Linked DNA regions of Mus musculus: region 1 is linked to region 2. A link is a contact called in public promoter capture Hi-C data. All regions are on one chromosome and are shown on one strand. The core of a region is the stretch at or near the end of the contact, and the rest is flanking DNA. Distances in the headings are between cores, read along the strand shown.

What was found. Capture Hi-C pulls out chosen DNA fragments and counts their contacts.
Region 1: a promoter capture Hi-C map of adipose tissue shows a contact between it and region 2. The contact joins two enhancer-like sites. A contact is called at or near these places in 1 of 484 Hi-C or Micro-C datasets (nephron progenitors), 1 of 115 datasets of contacts at active chromatin or transcription factors (bone marrow-derived macrophages) and 4 of 9 other capture datasets (adipose tissue, embryonic stem cells, liver and 1 more).

The regions. Positions count from the first base shown.
Region 1 is chr1:34,233,994-34,239,577 of GRCm38.p6, reverse strand. All of the region lies in intron 60 of Dst (dystonin), which reads right to left. Among named protein-coding and RNA genes, the nearest start is that of Gm26788, 59 kb to the right of the region's middle. Within about 2 kb of position 2,992, at least 239 of the 459 cell types and tissues checked have an H3K27ac peak or open chromatin away from gene starts, as enhancers often do. A contact at or near this core is called in adipose tissue, where this site is marked.
Region 2 is chr1:34,164,053-34,169,795 of GRCm38.p6, reverse strand. Dst (dystonin) reads right to left here. Exons shown (of 103, transcript NM_001276764.1): 20 at 5,559-5,720; 21 at 5,365-5,469; 22 at 4,643-4,738; 23 at 3,491-3,616; 24 at 2,705-2,854; 25 at 2,366-2,520; 26 at 2,059-2,185; 27 at 1,790-1,973; 28 at 475-632; 29 at 1-46. Gm26788 (predicted gene, 26788) reads left to right here. Exons shown (of 3, transcript NR_165804.1): 2 at 526-651; 3 at 2,701-3,951. Among named protein-coding and RNA genes, the nearest start is that of Gm26788, 11 kb to the left of the region's middle. Within about 2 kb of position 2,170, at least 31 of the 459 cell types and tissues checked have an H3K27ac peak or open chromatin away from gene starts, as enhancers often do. A contact at or near this core is called in adipose tissue, where this site is marked.

The DNA of each region.
Region 1 (5,584 bases), core at 1,743-4,242, 69 kb before region 2:
TACATACAGGCTCATAGAACACAAACACAGAGATCTTTTAAATAAAACAAGGTTAACTGTGAGGTGAAGTTTCTCAGGGGAGCCACGGGAGAGCACCAAAATAGCTGAACTTGAATCCGAGTGGGGAGGAATAAAATTACAGGCTTGAGCGACAACCTCCACTTATCATGAGGCTGCACTCTTTACTCTTTTACCTCACTTGCAACTCTGAAGAGCTAGGGTCTACAGTGTCCGAGAAAACACAAAAGCTTTCCTCGATTGTGCAGGGTTCCTGTAAACTGGCTGGGTTTTCAGAGGGCTTTTCAGGCCACAACAATATAATACTGTGTTTGTACCTTTATGACTAAGCCTGTTGGTGCTTAATAAACTCAATACAACTGCCCTTACATGGCACTGTTTTAAACCACAGTTTGTGCAAAAACCTGACGTGAACCTAAATTAACAATGGGGGGAGGGCATTCTGAATGACCCTCAACAGCCACTGTCTGCACCACCCCAACAATCCCTAATTCATCTGTTAACCAATGGACTTATTTGATGCTGGCATCTGGCGAGGTGCAATTCAAAGCCCCACGATGAATGTCCGCACTTGACTATTTTTAAAATCATTCTTGACCACTCTGAAATAGAACCACAAGCGGCTGCTAGCACGGTTTTTCAATCCCATTCATTACCTGTACCAACTGAAAGCCGTTGCAGACGGTGTCCGGCGATCCCACCTGGACCCCTGTTTTCCAGGGCCCTGTTTCCTTTTTTACGTGTATGAATTGGTTTGGGCTTTTCTTCTGGGTCACATCTATCTTCTGAGCAGAGAAGGGAGCCTCTAGGTTCCCCTTAGCCACCATGGTGCTTTCTTCTGAATCATACTGTGCCAACAGTATCACATTTTCTAGCAAAACCATGCTATCAAAGTCTCCCTGCTGCTCCCTTATGCGGTCTGTGGTCGGGGGGTGCAAGTCCACAAGGGGCTCCCTACATTCCCTACTGTGTGCTGTGGTTTGGGACTCCCCTTGTCTCAAAGTTTTCTCCTGGTCTTCAGAGCTGGAAATCCACTTGTGTGCCCCGTCTCTGGGCACAACCAATGCCGTGCTCTTCGTACTCTCTCTCAGCGGGTTCTGCACATAACCGCTTTCACCATGGAGTGACCTTTGACCGTTCACACACTTGCCCCCCCTGAGTGGAGAGGCATCCTGCAGAATCATTTGGAAGTTGTCACTGGGGTGGGCACTTCTGCAAGAGAGCAGTGGGATTTTCTGTTCACTGACAGAATCAGCAGGAAAAAATGGCCTATCTTGCTCTGAGGTATGAATGTCTTCAGCAGAGGACAGGCTTCTAATCTGTGGCTGTTCTCCGCTAACAATGCCTGGCTTTTCTTCTTTCTCAGCTGGGGGGCTGCATAAGCCAGAGTCCTCCTCTTCTGAAGTTTGAGAGTTGGTACCCCATCTGCACTTGCTGGCCTTCGCGACAGCATCTGACGCGTCTGAAGGCTCCACAAAAGAACTTTCGCTTTTGTTTGCATAATCCATAATATTGGCAGGGACAAACATCCGCCAGGACCTCCTGTACTCTCTCTTTTCTGCCTGAGACTTGGGCTTGGGCAAACCTGGGCTTCGAATGACGTCACTGTTTAGTTTGAGGGCATCAAAGATCATCTTTTCATCTAGCTTGCTCGTTTCCCGACCTCTCAGCTCAAATATGCTGGAAGAAGAAAGGGCACCATTGGAGCACAGAGAGCTAACGTCCAGTGTCCTGTGGCTGTAGGGTAAAGTCCGGTCTGTGAAATGCCTAGAAGACAGGCTGCCTTTGGACCCGGAGTCTATCTGTTCGTTCAGCCTCACCGTGTCATAGATGGACCTCTGTGGGATGTAACAGTCCTCGATATTCAGGTCCTCCTCCTCCTCTTCGCCTTTCCCTACGCATGGAGGGTTCTGGCGTAAACAGTCTGGTCTGCTGAGTGGTTTCCCCATTTCGCAGACAGTCAAAACAAATATCGCAGCTTTTGACACCGAGAGGAAGGAATTCGGTGAAGCATTTTTCCAAGAAGGTCTATCTGTGAGCAGGGCCGTGACACATCCAGAAAGGGTAAACAGTGAGGCATACTGCCTGCCTGAGGTGCTGCCGGTTAGGAGCAGTGCATCTATGAAAACGAAGCTACCCTTTAACCTGGTTCTAAGAAGTAACGTGCTCCAAGACAGAGCATTCAGCTCCCTCCACCTCCTGAAATTCCGTGAATGCTCCCTTTTAATCAGCCCCAAGCACACACACACAAGCGCACAGCTAACCGTGGCTTCAACGCCCGAGAGACTCTGCTGTGAGTCCGTTTCTCATTGTACTCTAATTTTGCTTGAGGTTTCCAGATTAAAATTTCCAAATGAGCAAGCGGTTCAACAGGCTGGATGTTAACTTCGGCAGAACTCTGGCTGACTGTAATCCACTTAAAGATGTACTGCGAAACTCCATGTCCTTTACAGATAAACAGCTTCTTGTTCAGATCAGAAGGCACAGCATGGTTCTTTGGAGAAAAATAAGTTACGTTTGATGTAAAAAAGTTAAGATTTTTCTCTTAGCTGGGAGGAGGAGCCATACATAAATAAGCTAGATCCAAAAGGCAGTTTTTTTCTTCCCATCTTAAGCTTCTTTGAGGTTATCCAGAATTACCCAAGAGAAAAGAGCCGGGGCATTAAAATCCAGCAACCATTAAAGTAAACAGTCAAAAAGCATGGCTTACTATAACAAGTTTCTCTTTCAAAATAAAAATTTTCCCCCAAGATTCTTATCTGATCTTCCTGAAGAAGGCTTATTCCACCTGAGGCGGCTGCAGCTCAAACTCCGGGCTTCCTCCGAGGCACAGGCAGTTGGCATCCAGCTGAAGCCCCAGCCGCTGCCCTATGGCCGGGCAGGCTGCGGCCGCTCCCGCCGGGGCTCGGGCTGCGTCGGGGCAGCGGGGCCGCGCAGCACACCCAGCCCCGGCGGCATCGATCTGATCCGCTCCGCTCCGCCCTCCCGTGACTTAACTTCACAGTCATCCTGCCCAACTCGGCCTCTTCCCCAGCCCAGGGCGGTTCCAGGGGGAGGAACCTCGAGGCTGTAAAGCAACAGCTTGGTGACATCAGCGCGGAGCAGGCTGGGGTCTGCATCTGGGAGAGGGCAGCTGGGTTCAGATATCCCAGAGGGATCCGAGGGGCAGCGCAGCGGCAGCAGAACCTGACACTGGGCAGCGCAGGAACAGCCATTCCCACCACTGGCTCAGACTGCTAACTCAAAGTGGAGGATGTGGGGGTGGGGGTGGCCAGGTCCCTGTCCTTCAGCTGGAACCACTCTCCTGCCATCACCAATCAGTTTAAGCAGGGCCAACAGGCTCACTTTGAAGTTGAGCGTTTTATCATTTCTCTTTAAAGGCCAATTTCAAAACTGACTGGTCTGCACATTAAAGGACCCCCACGGGTACCTCGCCCCAACACTGCTGACATGAATATTTGTAGTTACTAATATTCACGCAGACCTCTTGAGATTAATGCAAGGCCCAGGCAAGCAGAACGCCTCGAAACAGACTGGTTATTTAATAAAGTCACAGATACTGATTTTTATCTGCTCAACAAATGTTCTTATAAAAACAGTTTTTTTTTTTTTTTTAAAGTTCAGCGAGCCAAACCTTAGCCTTTTTTGGCAGAAATGACAAGAATTATTTAATAAACCCTATCCATTCTTTTATGAAATAAAGCAACACTGCCAGAAAAATAGGTAATTACAGAGGCAGTCAGACTTTAAAAAAAAAAACAACTCATAATCATTCATGAACAAAATGTGGCTGGCCTGACCCTCCGGCGAAGAAAGTAGCTGTGGGGTAATTTTACAAAAAATGTCGTGGGAGAACTTCTGTACCTTAAGCATTCCGAAGTTATTTTATAAACCTGTAAGCTGAAGTAAGCTACATTCACAGCCAGAACTCACATTCAGTGATTACTACACACAGCTCAGCGTGGGCTCACCGTTAAGTTGAAAAGTACATGTCTACAGACATTCACAGAGAAAAATTAGTTATAGAATACCCACCAACATCGCGACCCTGACGTCCACCGTCATGGTCCAGAACTGAAATGTTTCAACAGGCACACGAGTCTGTGATGCTCAGGTGTGCGAGCACACACAGAATGTGCCCCAGCTACCACGTCACCACAGGACTGACTCTGAGGCTGGGAGGAGGTAGAGATCAAGGGTCCTATTTTCACACTCCCACTACCTTAGAAACACAGAATGCCACCTACCCAAAGTAATAGTGGTAAAGTTTCCAGGAAATCTGGGGGGGAGGGGGTACCTTTCTCCAGACAGTTTAAGGTCCTTACACAATGATTCATAAAGAGTGGCCCTAACTCGGCCGTCTTTAGACTGAATAATTAGCACAGTATTATCCCAGTCTTATGAAAGGCCGAGCGGAACATGTAAACTTAGCTCCAGATAGGCAGTGCATTTTGAAAAAAAATTCATAGATAATTCATTACTAAACTCCAGCATTCAAAGTGAGAGCCGGGGAGGGGGGGAAATGACATCACATCATCACTGTACTCACCCCATCTTAGAGTGTAATGGGAAATAAAGACAATAAAATGGGCCCTTTGCAGCTTGGAAGCAGGAAGCACCACGGGAAAATGTGTGCTAGCTAGCTGATTACGTGTAAATGTGAACTCTTAGCATCTTTGTGATTTCAGCTTACTGTATTCTGGTCTGAGTTAATGACTGTATTATTTGTAGTATGTTGAGATGTCTAAGCAATGATGCACATAACTGTGTTGCTTGTGACCACAGGGAAAGCTACACCTAGATTTAACATAAAAAGTCAAGTTTGTGAACAAAAGTTGACCCAACTTTCACCTCATATTTGTTCTATGTTCTACTCCCACTGCTGGAGAAAGCAGGACAAACTACGATGTTTTAAACACTAATCATGAATGGTGAGAGCACACACACATTTTTCAGGATAGAAAAATTCAGTTGGCAAGAGGGTTTTCCTAAGAGCTGCCACCACCACTGACAGCTCACACATAAAGCCACAGTGCTATTTTCCACATGCAGCCTCACCCCCGCCATGTCTACTGATGATCTAGCTGAAGGCCCTACTGTCCACTCAGACAGGACGGACTGCCACCAGAGCTAACTCAACAACAGCAACTGCAGTCACTTCATACTTCTCAAGTAATGTCCTCTTAAAGGAACATTCTAGCAAGTAATCTTATTATCGAGGGCAACAAATCACTTTGTGGAAGAAATAAAAAGCTAACCTTATAAAACTTAAACATGGAAATTTTAGACCTGAAAAGCTAGACATATTATGTCCACTACACCACTGAGTGGAGAAAATGTAAATACATGTTATATTGTCTGTAAAAGCGGACCACATCATCACTTGGCCCAACAGCTCCTGAAAGCTGGTTAAGAAACGTAACGAGAAATCGGAGTTTTGTGCTGAGGTGATAAAGCAGCCTTCCCTCAAAGGTCAATGATTCTTACAGTTCTTTCTAAGGCAGACAGGCCTTTAGCTAAAGAAAACTGGGGCTGCCCCACAGTTTCTAAGCTGATAACCATCCCA
Region 2 (5,743 bases), core at 921-3,420:
TCGTTCCCAAGTCATCTTTAAGCCGATCCAGCTCTTTCTTCAGTTTCTAGTACAGAAAACAAACGGAGGTTATCTTTGTCTCTGCAATGGGCATGGTTCTTAGAGCAGCTTAAAAACACATTTTGTAGTTTATTACCAATATAAGCACCTGTCTAACCTTTTCCTCTACCAAGTAAACAGAAGCACACCAATTCAGCTTGATAACCAGTAATGACGTTACTGCATTGTCCTTTGACCTAAATCTCTAACTCTGTAACCAGCGGGTGTATAATGACTTCTGCCTGAAGCCCACCAGGGTGCCTCTCTGTTTACTACCTCAGAGGCAGACCTCAGTCATGGGATCTTAGTTCACATCCAGTAAGAAATGCACAACTGAACTGAAGTCACAGTCTCATGCGGGGAAATCAGAAGGTGACATTCAGGGTCTCTAAGAGGAAATGACTCTGGCTTTGCTAACACGTGTGTAACTCTTACCTCCTGCTCCGTGATCCTGAGCATGCTTTCATGTAAATCATCTCTTTCCAGGGGAGTCCGGATCTGCCGAATCAACCTGTCTTCACAGCTCTCCAGGCGGAGCCGAATGTTTCGCACTTCCGAGATGTAAAGATTATACACAGATTCCTCTTGCTCCTCTGTGGAAGGACACAGCGTGTAAGTAACTTCCGCTCCCCAGGAAGCTCTCGTGCAAGCTTCACTACACCAGCTTTGTTCTTACTGAGACAAACCAGTGGTTCCTATTAGCACAAACCCTAAGGACGTAACCTTAAAACAGAAATCTTAGAATGTGAATTTTAAAACTTAAAAATTACCAAGCAAATTTCCCTAAAGTCATTTAAAATACCAAATCATCACTGAAATGCCCAAAGGAAGTAATGTATTATTATTCTGTTTAATAATCACAAAAATGTGAATTATATTCTATCAATTAACCATTAAATTAAACCAAAATCTAAAGGGAAAAAGCAGGTAAAAATTTTTTGTTAATTGGGCTGGAGAGATGGCTCAGTGGTTAAGATCACTGACTGCTCTTCCAGAGGTCCTGAGTTCAATTCCCAGCAACCACATGGTGGCTCACAACCATCTGTAATGGGATCTGATGCCCTCTTCTGGTGTATCTGAAGAGAGCAACAGTGCACACACATTCATAAAATAAATAAATAAATCTTTAAAAAAAAGTTACTGTTTTAAGGTTTTAAAAACACAAAATATTACTAATAAAATCACTTGTTTCTAAATAGTATGAGGAGTTAGGGCTAAGATTGATATTAAATAAAATTTAACTAAATGAGGCACTTTGCTTTAAGTGCTGTGTAAAACTTAACATGGGAAAAGAATCAGATCTTTCGTGAGCCTTAAGGACCTCCATTCTGAGTGTTGCTGGGTAAAGCACAGCAAATGTGCTTCACACAGATGAGCTGAGGCTGTCGACTGTCCCACCACTTGGGGGCAATTTTTAGTTACTCCAGTTTTAGAAATTAATGACCTTGTCTGGCATCTTCGTAGCTCAGAAGTTCTGATTGTTATTGGTGGTTCTGGGATTGAACTCAGGGCTTCATGCATGAAGTTATGTGCTCCTGAGTTCCATCTCCTGCACGCACGCACACACACACATACACACACACACACACACACACACACACACACACACATTTTCATACTGTTCAGCAATCTTGCATGCGTGTCCCAGTTGACTGACGTAATACACCCAAGACTGAGATTTCCAAGGGGAGTACGAGAGTCTAGACGAAACCCCCACAAGGAAAAGAAACCCAGCAACCCCATGCCTTACCTCTTTCTGCAGACTTGAGGAGCTCTTGATAATACTTCCTGCACACACTCACTTCCTTTTCTAGTTGACTTATATCCGAGCCTGAGAATATCTGGGATTCCTGGCTATCCTCCAGGAAATCCTCCAAGCGGGACTGGAGATTACTGAGAACCTGCTGGTGCTCGCCAGGCAACATCGTCTTTATCTAAAGAACAGGGATCCTTGGATTAATGGCGTGGCGCCAGGAGCTACATCTGAGTGGGGAGGCTCGTAAATGATGTCACACTCACCGAAGCCACATTACTAGCTCGAATTCTGTCGATTTCATTGACTAGATAGTGCCAGGAGACGACACTCTTCATGTTTATGTGAGACTCATGCCAGAGAGTGAGTACACTCTGATACTGTTGCTCAATTCTGGAATACACACAGGAGAATACAGACTTTAGGCCTTTTTACTCCTTTCTGAAAAGATGCTACAATAGTTATTTCTAAAATGCCCCTGTGTAGTAGCTCCGGAACTTTCCAACCCCGTAGGTCCCTGACACAGTCCTGATGGCTTCTTTAATCTTCAGAAAGGCCCCAAACCATACAAACCTGTTGGCAAAGTCAACTGCTTCTTTGTTTGGTGGGGGAACAGTAAAGCACACAGACGGGACCATGGCCTCGTTCCCAGTAGGACTGATGACCTTCCATTTAGCTCGATGAGAGTTGTTTGCCAAGACACACTCATCGTCTTTGTAAATGGTTATCTGGTTTTAAATGGAAGAAAGGAAAGCTGAGGTCACCATCAATTCATCTTCCTCCACACTCGATCTTTAGAATTATTATATATATAATAATATATATATATCTTATGAGACAGAGAAATGCCTTCTGGCTAGAAAGCGTTATGACGTCATTTAATATCCAGTCTGCTTTGAGAATTACAGGTACCTCAATCTGTCTGTAGTCGCAGATGGCTTTGATGGGGATGGACGTCTTGAGTGGGTTGTCAGGATTCCTCGGCTTCAGCTGCACCACTGTCTTCGCTCGCCCCATCAGCCCTGCCACCACACTCCGGTACTGCAGGAGCTCCTCCTTTTCCTCCTAGGTAGCAAACACGGCGGGACTTGAAAATTAATGATTCAAACTTCCCATCCCACAGGGCCTCACACAAACCATCATCACTGAAGAATGCCCTGACTACTGGGGACACCTTCCACATCTCCCATCCCTCTTGAAGCCCTCTTCCTTCCTTTTTTCTGGTTATTTTGTTTCCGTTACTACTATGTACCAGTCTATGGTTATTTTGTTTCCTTGTTGCTGTTACTACTATGTACCAGTCTATGGTGTTGTTTCCCTTGTGTTACTACTATGTACCAGTCTACGGTTATTTTGTTTCCTTGTTGCTGTTACTACAATGTAACAGTCTACAAGCATTTTGTTTATTTAATGTATGACTGTGTTGCTACCCTTTAATATCTAGGCACCACAAGACAGGGTGATTCCTGCTTGCTTTGTCCATTGTTATATCTCCAGAAATGAAAACTGACCACACACATCACTGCTAAAGCAGTTTAAACATCATCAAAAACTACCCAAGCCAAAGTCTCAGTTGAATGAGTCAGCTGTGTGTCTGAAGTACAAATCTGTATGTAACATAGAACATAGAAACATAGAACAAAACACTAATCTACCCTGTTGTTTGTATGACAAAGCCCAGAGTTTCTGCATCCTTACCATGGACTCCTGGACAAGGTCTTCCAGTTTGTGAATGCTGCTGGACCTGTCACAGCTGTACTTGCGCTGGATGGCATCTTTCAGATTCCTTAGGTAATCAGTGGCTTCTTTGGCATCATTGAAAAACTAAAGAGAGAAAACTTGGCAGCTGTGGTACACTCAATGCCAGTAAAGCGCAGAGCTGTCAAATCTGGTGCCAGGCCCTCTGTGCGCCGCTGACAAGCCAGGACAGAACCAAAGCACAAAGCAACAACAGCAACATCCTTTCTGAAGCTCAAACTAATCTTTAACTTGGGTGGCTACAGATGAATATTAATTATGCAAAATGTACATGTATATTATGCATTATGTTTGGGCTTTATATTATTTTGATCAAAAGTCTGTTTTCCTTTAGGGTTCAATCAATCTTTTAAGTAGGGGTGGAATTTCATACAATATATTAAAATTTCTAAAGGAAAAAATGAAGTCTTTATGTGGTTGACTCTATAGTATATATTTTTCCTTAATATTGAACAAATTTTTAGAGTGATCTTTTTTGTGCAGTATTTGTGTGTGTGCAAATCAGAGGTCAACAACTGGAGGCTTCTTCATTTCTCTCCACCCTGTTTCTTTGAGATAGGCTCTCTCACTGAGCCTATATAATAATTATTATTATCCATTATTATAAAATAATAATAATTTTTATTATTATACTTCTATCCATATTATATTTCTATTTATCATATATAATACATTATACTATATTATATATGTATATTACAAATATATAAACATATTATATTGATTAATTATATTAATAAGTATTATCAAATAACAAGTATAACTAATTATTAATAAATGTCTCATTATTTGTCTAGGCTGGCTGGCCAGCAAGTCTCAGGATCTTCCACTCACTTTATTTTTTCATAAGTATAGTTTCTGGGAAATGAACTCAGTGCAAACACTTTGCCAACTAAAGCCATCATCCAGCCATAGGATTTCTTCCTTAAAGGCCAGAGTTTCCCCTCTAGGATGAGACAGCAGCACTTAGGTCCTGAAAAGAACGTACTGGCTTACTCCCCGTGTGCTCTGCACATTGTTTCTTTGTGGTAGTTCTGCACCTCGGCCCAAACAGCAATGCTGTGTGTTCACGCTGTGACTCTACCGACGTACCTCGAAATAGGCAGAGTTCTCCTGAATGTGCTGCTCCACGCACTGGCACAGCTGTAGGATCCAGCTCCACTGTGTCTGCATGGCCGCTCTGTACGCCTGAGGGAGGAGACACAGTGAAAGCTGGGCAGATCATTGGAATTATTACATTTAATATATAATAATATTTAAAACACTCATCTATTTGAGGGCTTCTTATTTAATGCAGCGTATTTATCTTTCATAAAGAAAAAATACTGTAGAAAGCACATCTAATTCATGAATTGTGAAACCTGTTTATGTAGAAGGTGCAATTCCTGGCCTCCCAGGAGGGGGCGCTCTGTGTGCATTAAGGATGTCTAAAGCCTGATCTAGCGAATGTCACACTGCTCCTGTCCTGTGGTCAGGCACGTGTTCCTACAGATGTACACTTAGCTGCCTCTGGGGATCTAGCAACACATAATATTATTTGCTCCCTCAAACTAAGCTACATTTCTGCTTGTTACACATGGTAAGTACACAGAACACCATCAGATGAATTTACCCACAAGGAGCTCCATGGGTCCTAAAAATAACCTGCTACCTTTATCCTAAGAGATGGTGAAGAGAAGATCAGCATGACTTGTTGGGACAGTTATTTTCGAGCCACACTGTAGTAAGCACTCAGAAGTGTTTTGTTTTGTTTTGAACTAGCGGGCAAGGTTTATGGTTGCTGATGCATCAGCCCACGCCTCGACCTTTCTTACCTCGATGGTCAAGCGGGCTGGGTGGTTTTCCAGAAGCAGCTGCTCTGCGATCTCCTGAACAGCTTTAATGCTCTCCTCCTTCTGCTCCAGCTCCCGCATCAGCTCCTAGCGAGGAAGCATCAGGAAGCGTATCAGAAATACGGCAAGCTCTTCAGGTCCAGCGCTGGCACCTGAGCCAAGCGCAGCCGACTCACCGCGTGGTAGCTTTTCTTCCGGGCGACACTGCTGTTTCTCTCACTCCAATCATAAGCAACTTCCGACTCCTCCTTTTCATTCAACCAGATAAGCTCGTTAGTTGCGCGGGTTACAAAGTTGTGGAGTGTATCGAGATGTCGCTCCTGATTTCTGGATGTATTCTTTTTAAGGAAAACCCATTGTA